2 separate regions of the Zea mays genome follow, and region 1 is linked to region 2. Evidence: chromatin contacts called from public Hi-C data. All regions are on one chromosome and are shown on one strand. The core of a region is the stretch at or near the end of the contact, and the rest is flanking DNA. Distances in the headings are between cores, read along the strand shown.

Evidence for each region. A called contact is a pair of places that touch in the nucleus more often than the background predicts.
Region 1: a contact with region 2 is called in a Hi-C map of leaf, with 3 times the contacts expected there. The contact joins the promoter of LOC100279982 here to the promoter of LOC100383606 in region 2. A contact is called at or near these places in 4 of 25 Hi-C or Micro-C datasets (ear, endosperm, leaf and 1 more).

Annotation. Positions count from the first base shown.
Region 1 is chr3:16,960,086-16,964,616 of Zm-B73-REFERENCE-NAM-5.0, forward strand. LOC100279982 (Spermidine hydroxycinnamoyl transferase) reads right to left here and starts at 2,948. Exons shown (of 3, transcript NM_001152930.1): 1 at 2,649-2,948; 2 at 1,939-2,410; 3 at 713-1,765. The coding sequence starts at 2,358. The coding sequence ends at 902. It overlaps LOC103649768 (a long non-coding RNA gene), which reads left to right and starts at 4,446. Exons shown (of 10, transcript XR_002750263.2): 1 at 4,446-4,531.
Region 2 is chr3:16,663,496-16,667,839 of Zm-B73-REFERENCE-NAM-5.0, forward strand. LOC100383606 reads left to right here and starts at 1,626. Exons shown (of 1, transcript NM_001176254.1): 1 at 1,626-2,414. The coding sequence starts at 1,648. The coding sequence ends at 2,106.

The DNA of each region.
Region 1 (4,531 bases), core at 1,698-4,197, 300 kb after region 2:
GAATATAGATTTAGGGTTAGGTAGGAATAGGATGGCGACATCGGCTCCTCGACAGCTACATGGGAGGGAGAGGCAGGCAACATGATAGAAAGAGGTCGGGAGGGAGCGAAACTGTCGGAACACCGTACGCTCATAGCTCAATTCGATTTGATGAAAATTTCAGGTTCGAAGACCCAAAACATGAAGGAACATGCTGAGTCTGATCTGGTGTGGCACGTCCTCGTGCGACCAAACCCGAATGTGTTTCAATATAAGAGATTGAGTATCTATATTTACATTAGGGTGCTGTCTGGTTTGGTATTAAATCATATTTGTTTAAATCTAACCTTAATCAGATATCACACCAGAAACCGATGTTGTTCTATTTAAACTTAGTACCGCTGTTACTAGAGTGTAAATCGTTGTCGTTGTTATTTACATTACATTTCGTAAACCAAACAACACCTAGATCTAGTATGAGGATCTACGGTCCATAAGGGCACTCATAACCATGAAATTATATTGTTTTAATTCATTAACTAGGATGTGAACTAAGAAAAAAATATGACACTACAATAAAAAAAGAGGAGAAAACATATAATTAGATAAAAAAATATTTTGTTGTTTATCACAAACAAGTTTTTATTTGTAGTGCGGAGACATAAAGTAATAGTCACAGGAATTACATACGGATTTCATTATTGAAACTGCCATAACAAAAAAAAACTGTAGTATTACAAACAAGTTTTTATTTCTAGCGTGGACGCATAAATTAATTGTCACAGGAATTACAAATGGTTTTCATTATTGAAACTGCCATAATAATAATAAATCGCGAGGGAAAAAGTATGGTTCCCCTTAAGCATAGTAACAAACCTTATTATTAATATTATTATTTTTAGAGCATAGCACTAGCAGCTTGCTAGAGCTTTGCATAAAGCAGCCGTCCTAGCTCCTTTATATTTTCAGCCTCCAAGCACACGAGCACGCGGACGTCGCCGGTACCACCGTCGTCGTTCATCAAGTGCATAGAGCCGCCGCGGACAGACTCCGCCCGCGACATGGATTGCGGCTTTCCCCAGCCAAAATCTGCGTCGTGCTGTGGCCTACCCAACCAGCTGGTAATATTCAGGTCCGTCCGTGGTAAGATGCCTGTCCCAGTCCGTCTCTTGTTCGTCTCGGCCATCTCGTAGTAGTCAATCGCGGACCGCACCAGCTCGTCATCCATCCGCTCGACGGCGCCCTTGATGCGGGCAGCGACGGATGCCAACGCCGCCGTGCCAATGTCCCCTGCCGGGCCAGCGGCGTATAGCCTGATCACTGCGTTGCCGAAGTAGTGGGTCGGGAGGGGCGGCCTCATCCGGCGGCGGACGTCGGCCGGGAACATCACGCGCACCTGAGAGTCCGGTGGGATCCGTCGTGCAACGCACGCGCACTGCCAGATGAGAGCGCTGACGGCGCAAAAGGTGCTCGTGCCACCGCAGAGCTGCTTCAGGGAGGCGACATGGTCCCTGGAAATGGTGAAGATTTCGATGGCAAGAGGCCCCTCGGGTTCAGTGAGGACGAGCCGAGGCTGCAATGTCGAGAGCGCGTCGGGGTGGACTGTGGGCGGGGACCGTGCGCGGAGTAGGGTGCGGTCGTGGCACGGGAGCTCCACGGCAGCACTGTCACCATGCTTGCAGAACGCCGACCATGTCTGAAAAAAGTGGAACGCGCTTGAAACGTCTGTGGCGGCGTGGTGGATAGCTGTTCCTAACACCACACCTCCACACTTCAAGAAAGTCACCTGCCATCATAAGCACGCCAATTGCTATATAATTTATAAAATAGAAGGGAAAAAATCCTCCTGGAAACCAACAGGAGGACCCAGTTTATCTACTCTTAACAGACAGACTACACCGTGAGAATCGAAAGTTGAAAATTTTAAAAGGCATGGAGGCAGAGAAAGTAGCGGACGACCTGTATGGCCATTATGATGGACGATGGCTCGATGAGTGGAATAAACAGCCTCCTCAACTCTGGCGATGGCTTGAATTTCTTGACTTCATCGATAGTGAGATCACCATCCGCGCGAGCGACAACAAAGAGTGCACCTTCGCCGTTGCAGCTGATCTCCTTCCTACCATCGTCGCTGTCGACGAGGCGGCCGGCGAGGGGGTAGAAGGCCACCAAGGCTTTGGCCGTAGCCTTCTTGAGTCTGCCCAGGTCGAAAAAATCAGCCGCCGCAGCATCGTTGGAGCTGTACAAGTGGATCGTTGGGGTGTGGGCTTTGTTGGACTGAACCATGTCCAAGCAAGAGAGCCAGAGCGCCTTCGTTGGCGTCGGCTCGCTCGGCACTACAAATGATGACTCTACCACCTGCACCTTCAAATAATCCATCTTCTTCCTCCCACGACTTATTGACCAGCAAAATGGATGTTACTAGCTGCGGCTGCAAAGGCACAAAACAGTGAGTGCTCGAGATCAATGAAATACACACACAAAGACTCGCACGATTGCTCCGAGTGATTTATTGACCAGACAAATTGATGTTAATAGTATCGTAGCTGCGGCTGCAAAGGGACAAGACAGTGAATGCTCTAGATCTATGAAATACACACACAAAGACTGTCATTTCCTGAAAACAGTGTGGCGACTTATGAACTGCTCCTACAGCACAAGTACCGTACCTCCTACTGAAGGCACGACACGACGACTCACTGCGGGCATCCATACTATACTCTGCAATAAGCAAAGAACCGTACCTCAGTTGTGCGATGGCAGAAAGGGGCGTGAAAGAGATCTCAATCGACAGGCAGGCGGCGTGCGCGGGTGCTTAGTGAGGACGGAGGAAGGGAGGAGCGCAGGCAGGATTGGAGTTGCGGACTTCGCTGTCGACACCAGCAACCAGCCAAGAACCTGCGCTGCGACTGCGATGGCTGAAGGGAGGAGGAAAGAACGGGGACGGAGGAGCGCTGATTGGAGTGTGGAGATGCGGATTCGCGTGGAGGAGGAAAGAACGGAAAGCTAGGGGTTGGGGATTTATGAGGGACTCCATCGCTGCAGCTTTGAGCCTTTGATGGCATGTCGCTTGTCGCACTCGTGAAGGCCATTTGTTATTTTGGATAGAAACAGAGAACGTTTTATTAGGTAATATATATTCTTGACTACAAATTTTTGTGTAAAAATATCTATTGCTGTTTCCAATGACATTTTATAATAAAAAATGGCTATGTATGCAAAAAAATACAATTAATTATTCACGCCTTGTCACTTTTAGCTCATAAATGATGTGTTACCAGCTTCAGGTTCATAGATGTCATTTTGTAGTTTGTACACAATCTAAAAAACTAATCAGGATTGCCAGATTCTTAGCTTCTCACCCCATCAGATTCCATATGCAACAACTTCTCAGGGCAGCTAGATTTTTAGAGAATCGATACTCAGAAAAGTTATACCAAAACATGTTTTTAGTAAAATAGATCGACTTATGACCTCTAAAATTGGCCTTACGGCCTTAGAACCGGGTCAACCTATTCCCATATTTAATAGCCTGTTTGGCACGGTTTTGGCTCTAGTTTTTCTCTAGAAAAAAGCCAGAGTCTTACCAAACACTCTTTTTCAAAACGCCTTCATGCGAAAAAACCTAAAAGCCAGATTCATTTTTGTACTACGGTGAAGAAACTATAAATAGTAGTTTCACTGACTTCCGCTCTGATTCTGGAACTTTAATAAATGGAAATGGCTCTGGCTTTAGAATAAACCGCTAAACGATTTACTAAATGGTTTTAGCTCTAACAAAAAAGCTGCTTTTTAAGAAAAGTCAGTGCTGCTTTTGGACAGGCCAGATTCCTGACAAACGGATCTTAAATAACATCCATATCTATTTGGGTGGCATGTACCAAGTTAGAAGAGACCCACGTGAGTGTGACCCGTTAGTATCTCTACTACTCTATAAGGGTCCAGTGAGGACGTCCACACTGGTACCGTGCCCCCGCCCCCAAAAATCTCGCCCCGCCTCGCTCTCCGTCGCGCCATTCCAGGGACCCTCCATCGCCGCCCCCGCCATCATCGCGTCAGCGCCCGCTCCGTCGATGGAAGGCGCCATTCCAGGGACCCACCCCAACCCTGCGATCCTCACCCTTCCAAGGATGCCCCGCACCCATCTCGCCCAATCCCTCCTCCCGCCTCACCCGCTCACAAGGTCGACGACGACGAATCTAAGGACGCCAACGCCACCCCTCTCCGAGCTCCCTATGGCCGCTGCGGGTGAGTGCCTCTGGGTTGCATTGTGGGCGTCCACACCGGCATCACCATGCCCCCGCCTGCCCTACCCGCGTGCCACCCTCCCCGCTTACGATCTGCTCGGCGAACCCTAACAGCCCGACCGCGCCTTCCCCCGCCGCGCGATGCCCGCCCCACCGCCCCGCCGCGATCCCCTCCCTACCCCCACCCCTCCCAAATGATTGCCCCCACCGTGATCTCCTCCCCACGTGCTCGGGACAACCGCGTGGTTCCATGCCTGTCGCAAACCTCCAGATCAGCGTCCGTCGTAGCCGCGAGCGTGGAGCCA
Region 2 (4,344 bases), core at 376-2,875:
AAATCCTATTGATACATTATTTGTTGCCCATGGAGGATATCTCTAGGTACAAATGGGGAAGATATATGGGGGATCTAATCTATATCTCATTTAGAGAGGCTTTCTAGCCGACAGATGTTTGCGGAGAATTTAGGGATTTATCTACTTATTAGGGCAGCGAAAACGGAAGTTAGAATTACGACACTTATCTATGGCTCTTGATATCATATGAAAAGTATTTAGGTATGGATAGAAAACCCTATTCATACGCTATTATTTGCATTGGCAGCTAGGAGACACTTATAGCTACATACTAGTATATAATGCTCGCGACACATAATTATATTTAATAACGATAAAAATAAATTTAATATTAAAGTAAACATATGATTCATATATCATATAATAAACTAATAAGAACAAAAATAACAACTTATTGTAGCCAAAAGGCCGAGAATGGTACGAGTTGAAGAAGTGTCCAACCTATTTTTTTATAGTCCGCTCAGTCGTTTATCATCCTTCATCTAGCGAGATGGAGTGACTTCCTATCATGTTATGTTTTAGTGGTTTCTCAACCCACTATAGTGTAACAGCCTATCTGTGGCAGCCAATTAGTAGGTGAGAAGTGGAAGAGAAGAACAGATCTACGTGCTTTGCACGTGACGTAGAATGCATGAAATTGGTGCTTTAAAGGAGTAGAGATGTAGAAGTGTCTCGGAGTGCAAGCCAAATTGACTAGATAAAATCCTTCTATATCTCTAAGATTGTATATATTTCTCCTTAGAGTTTGTATACATCTTCAATTATCTTTAACGATACATATCTTTGTTTTCAATTAAAAAAATAACCACAAAAGAGATAGAACGGGAATTCAAGACCAACAGTGGCATTAGGATGGGAATTTTCAAAAAGGTCATCTTGATAGGCTGAACTGTCTATTCTTTCAACAGCACCAACTTCATTCAGCGACATCATCTCATTCGAAAGCTGGAACAACTTTCGTTTAAATATTTGGAAATCTAACTGTACCTTCATTGAAATATTTGGAAATCCACTTTCGTTTAGTGAACAAAAGACTAGTGGCTGTTAGGATACCGACGGTCGGAATTGCAACGGGAACTTTCTGTGCTTATATATAGGCAGAGTATTCCTTTCTTTTGAATTCCGCGCAGAAAATAGAGAACGGCCGTCGTAAAATTTCAGCGGTCCTGCTAGATTTGTCAAAGTGGCAACAAGTGCAGAAGTTTTTTCATTCTTTTATAAGGAACCCCACAATATCAGCAAAGGATCCATCATCATCAAGCATGAACCCGGTCGGTGGTCAGTTTTGCCGCATGTGCCTCAATGGGTTCTGATCCAGCAGTCGAACCTACATGAGAATCAACAGCATGGGGAAAGAGCTCTTTTTTTTTACTTGTACGTAGTTTTTTGTGGTTGGAAATCCATGTTTGGCATGCGCCATGCCAAACTAGTAGCCGAAGTCGATGGATGGTACTACTTGGTACAGTAGTAATAAAGGCGGGCCCACAGAAAAGTTGCTCAAAGCGGTTAATCTTCGTCGCTCTAGTCGACGACTATTTAACAACCTCCACGGCTTGGCGCTACCGCCTTGCACTTTCACTCCCTCTCCCTCCCTCCCTCCCTCCCTCCGTCGCTCGCACCGGCAGGATGAGCTCCACGGCGGCCGACGTGCTCCGGGCGCTGCCGCCGATCAGGACGAATAAGCCACGGGCGCCGGAGCCGGCCTGCTCGTCGGCGGCCTCGTCGTCGCCGTCGCCGGTGCCGGCGCCGGACGCGGAGTCGGTGGCGGCCCCGCCGCCGGCGGAGGAGCAGAAGCAGGGGGAGACCCGCGGGCCGGAGGCCCCGCAGGAGGCGGAGCCCGCGACGCCGACGTCCGAGGGGAGCCTGCTGCGGCGGCCGGCCGAGTGCCCGCCGGCGCCGCGGAAGCCGGCGTGGGCGCCTCCGCCGCCGCCGACGCCCGCCAGCAAGCGCAGCAGGCCGTCCCCGCCCTCCTCCGCGGCGCCGGCGCCGGCGCCGGCGCGCCGGGCCTTCTTCCCCGTCGCGCGCGACCTCACCACCGTGTTCCGCGCCCTGGCGCCGCCCAAGAAGCGGATCCGCGCGGGCTGACGACGGGGGCGGTGGCGTTCTCCCTGGCGCGCAGCACGGGACGGGACCGGCGTGGCGTGGATCTGGTGCCCGGTCCGCCGTCGGCCGTCGCGACGCCGTCAGTCAGTCAGTAGGTGCGCCGCGCGGTCATGGCATGGTACAGGGCTCTCGTACAAATAAGTTCTGTTTTTTTTTTGGAGGGGGGGAGTGTAGAATTGGGAAAGAGGCTGTTGTTTATGCATGGGGGAGGATGAATGGGGGAATTGAAAGCTTGTAAAGAGAATTCCTACAGATTTGTTCGTTGTATTTGTTAAACTATACTTGCTGACAGTTGAAGAAAAACGATGAGCTTTTGCTCTATACGGGTGTAGTTTTGTGTTGCTTCTATCATGACCTTGGTTCGTGTGTCGAGTGCAGCGAAAAAGTTGGTCGGCAGCACAACGGCGCAAGGAGTGTCTGCAGAGGCAAGCGTGAGAATCTGCCATTCAGTCAGTAGTTGTTTGACATCGGTGGGGTTGGGCGGATGGATTTAACCCCAGGCTACTGACTGAACGGTTCGTTGGCTTCTCCCCTGGTCAAGTGGAGAGGAGGAAAACAAGGCAGGGGACGAAGCGTCGAGGACTGCTTCCTTCCTTCCTTTCTTCCTTCACATGGCGATCTGCCGGGTCCACACCAAAGATCCATTCACCACTAGGAGCAGGTGAACAGGAGGTTGCGAAGGGACTAAAAATATATATATGTGAGCAGTACTACGAGCGCATCCGAGGAGTATGTGTGTGTCCTGGACTCCTGGTCACCCCTAGGAGTAACGGCGGAGTATGTCCGCATTCCGGTGGGGGCATTATTTATTACTTGCATTGTTCGTCTGGTGTCGCCGTAAAATTAGGAGGCGATCAGTGGCAGGGCTCCAAAGTCAAAACGGGTGTGCATAGTAGTGTACGACTAGTAAGCCATTAGCGAAGCCCGGACGTTGGACGTCTCATGCAACCAAGGTAGGATTCCCGTTCCCGTTCCGTTCCGTTCCGTTCCTGGCGCACGGCATCACACGGCTCTGCCTCTGCCGCTGCAAGCTGTAGCGTGCGGGGCTCCCCGGGCAGTAAATAAATAAATAAAAAAACGGGACAGACGTGTTCCTGCTATCTGCTTCTGCTGTCAGCTCCGCTCCGTCGACTGCGACGGTGCGGTCTGTCACCTGTCTGTCTCTCTGTCGTCCGTGGCTTCCCTTCGGCTGCTGTCCCCAAACATTCCCAATATTCTCGACGCGTCTGACAGACGCAAATCTCCCCCTGCCGCCGCTGTGCCTGGCAAGTGGCAGCATGGTACTGGAGCAGTGGCAGTAGTTCGCCGCCCTTAACTGAGCCTGACAAGTGTCGGGTCGTCGTCCTGCTCGGTGAATAGTACGTAAAGAACATGCAGCCGCGTGGCGTGGCGTGGCATGCATATTACGGGGGAGTATAGCAGTACTACTTCTCAACGCTTAACTATTAGTATAGTACTTCTACTATAATTGCCTCGCGGTAACTGCTTTAATCAATGCTCTAACCACTAACCAGCCATGTCACACACACACACACACAAAAAAAAAAAAAAGAAAGAAAGGTACGGTACATTGCAATGCCTACCTGTTACCACCGCCGCCGCCGGCACACTCCACATGCATGCACTCCTCCATCGCTTTATATATACTGTGTATCAGTATGTTGCTTGCTTCTGGATCTCGATTTGCACCGCACCACCACCCCGGTACCGGTAGCTGGATCTTTTTATTGTTTTTTTTTGTTTTGCGCGCAGCCGCGTTTCATCATGGATGGATGCGACTTTGCACCTGGTAATAATATTCTAAAGAGCTACTTTACCAACTCCATTTTACCAAAGGAAAATAAACTAATTTTATTTTGGGGAAACGGAAATCTTCCTTGGAAAAACAGGGTTGCGAAACTAGCCCTAACTAACTAACTAACTAACTAATCGTCGTACAGTAGTACAGCAGTAGTTTGTTTACGGAGTGCAGTAGAGAACAGTAAATAACATTTGCTAAATCAATCACTCTGGGATCCGAGACGGGCAGTACATACATACCTTTCGGCTTTTACCATCCTCGTCCCTTGCTTTCGCGTCGAAATCCCATGCGGCTAGCGGGCTAGTACGTACTACTCCGTTAACAACAACAAAAGGCACCAACCAAAACCACACCAGAAGCCAGCGACGCTTCTGCGATGAAAGACACGGGGGCAGACAGATGGCTACCAGCTAGCTATA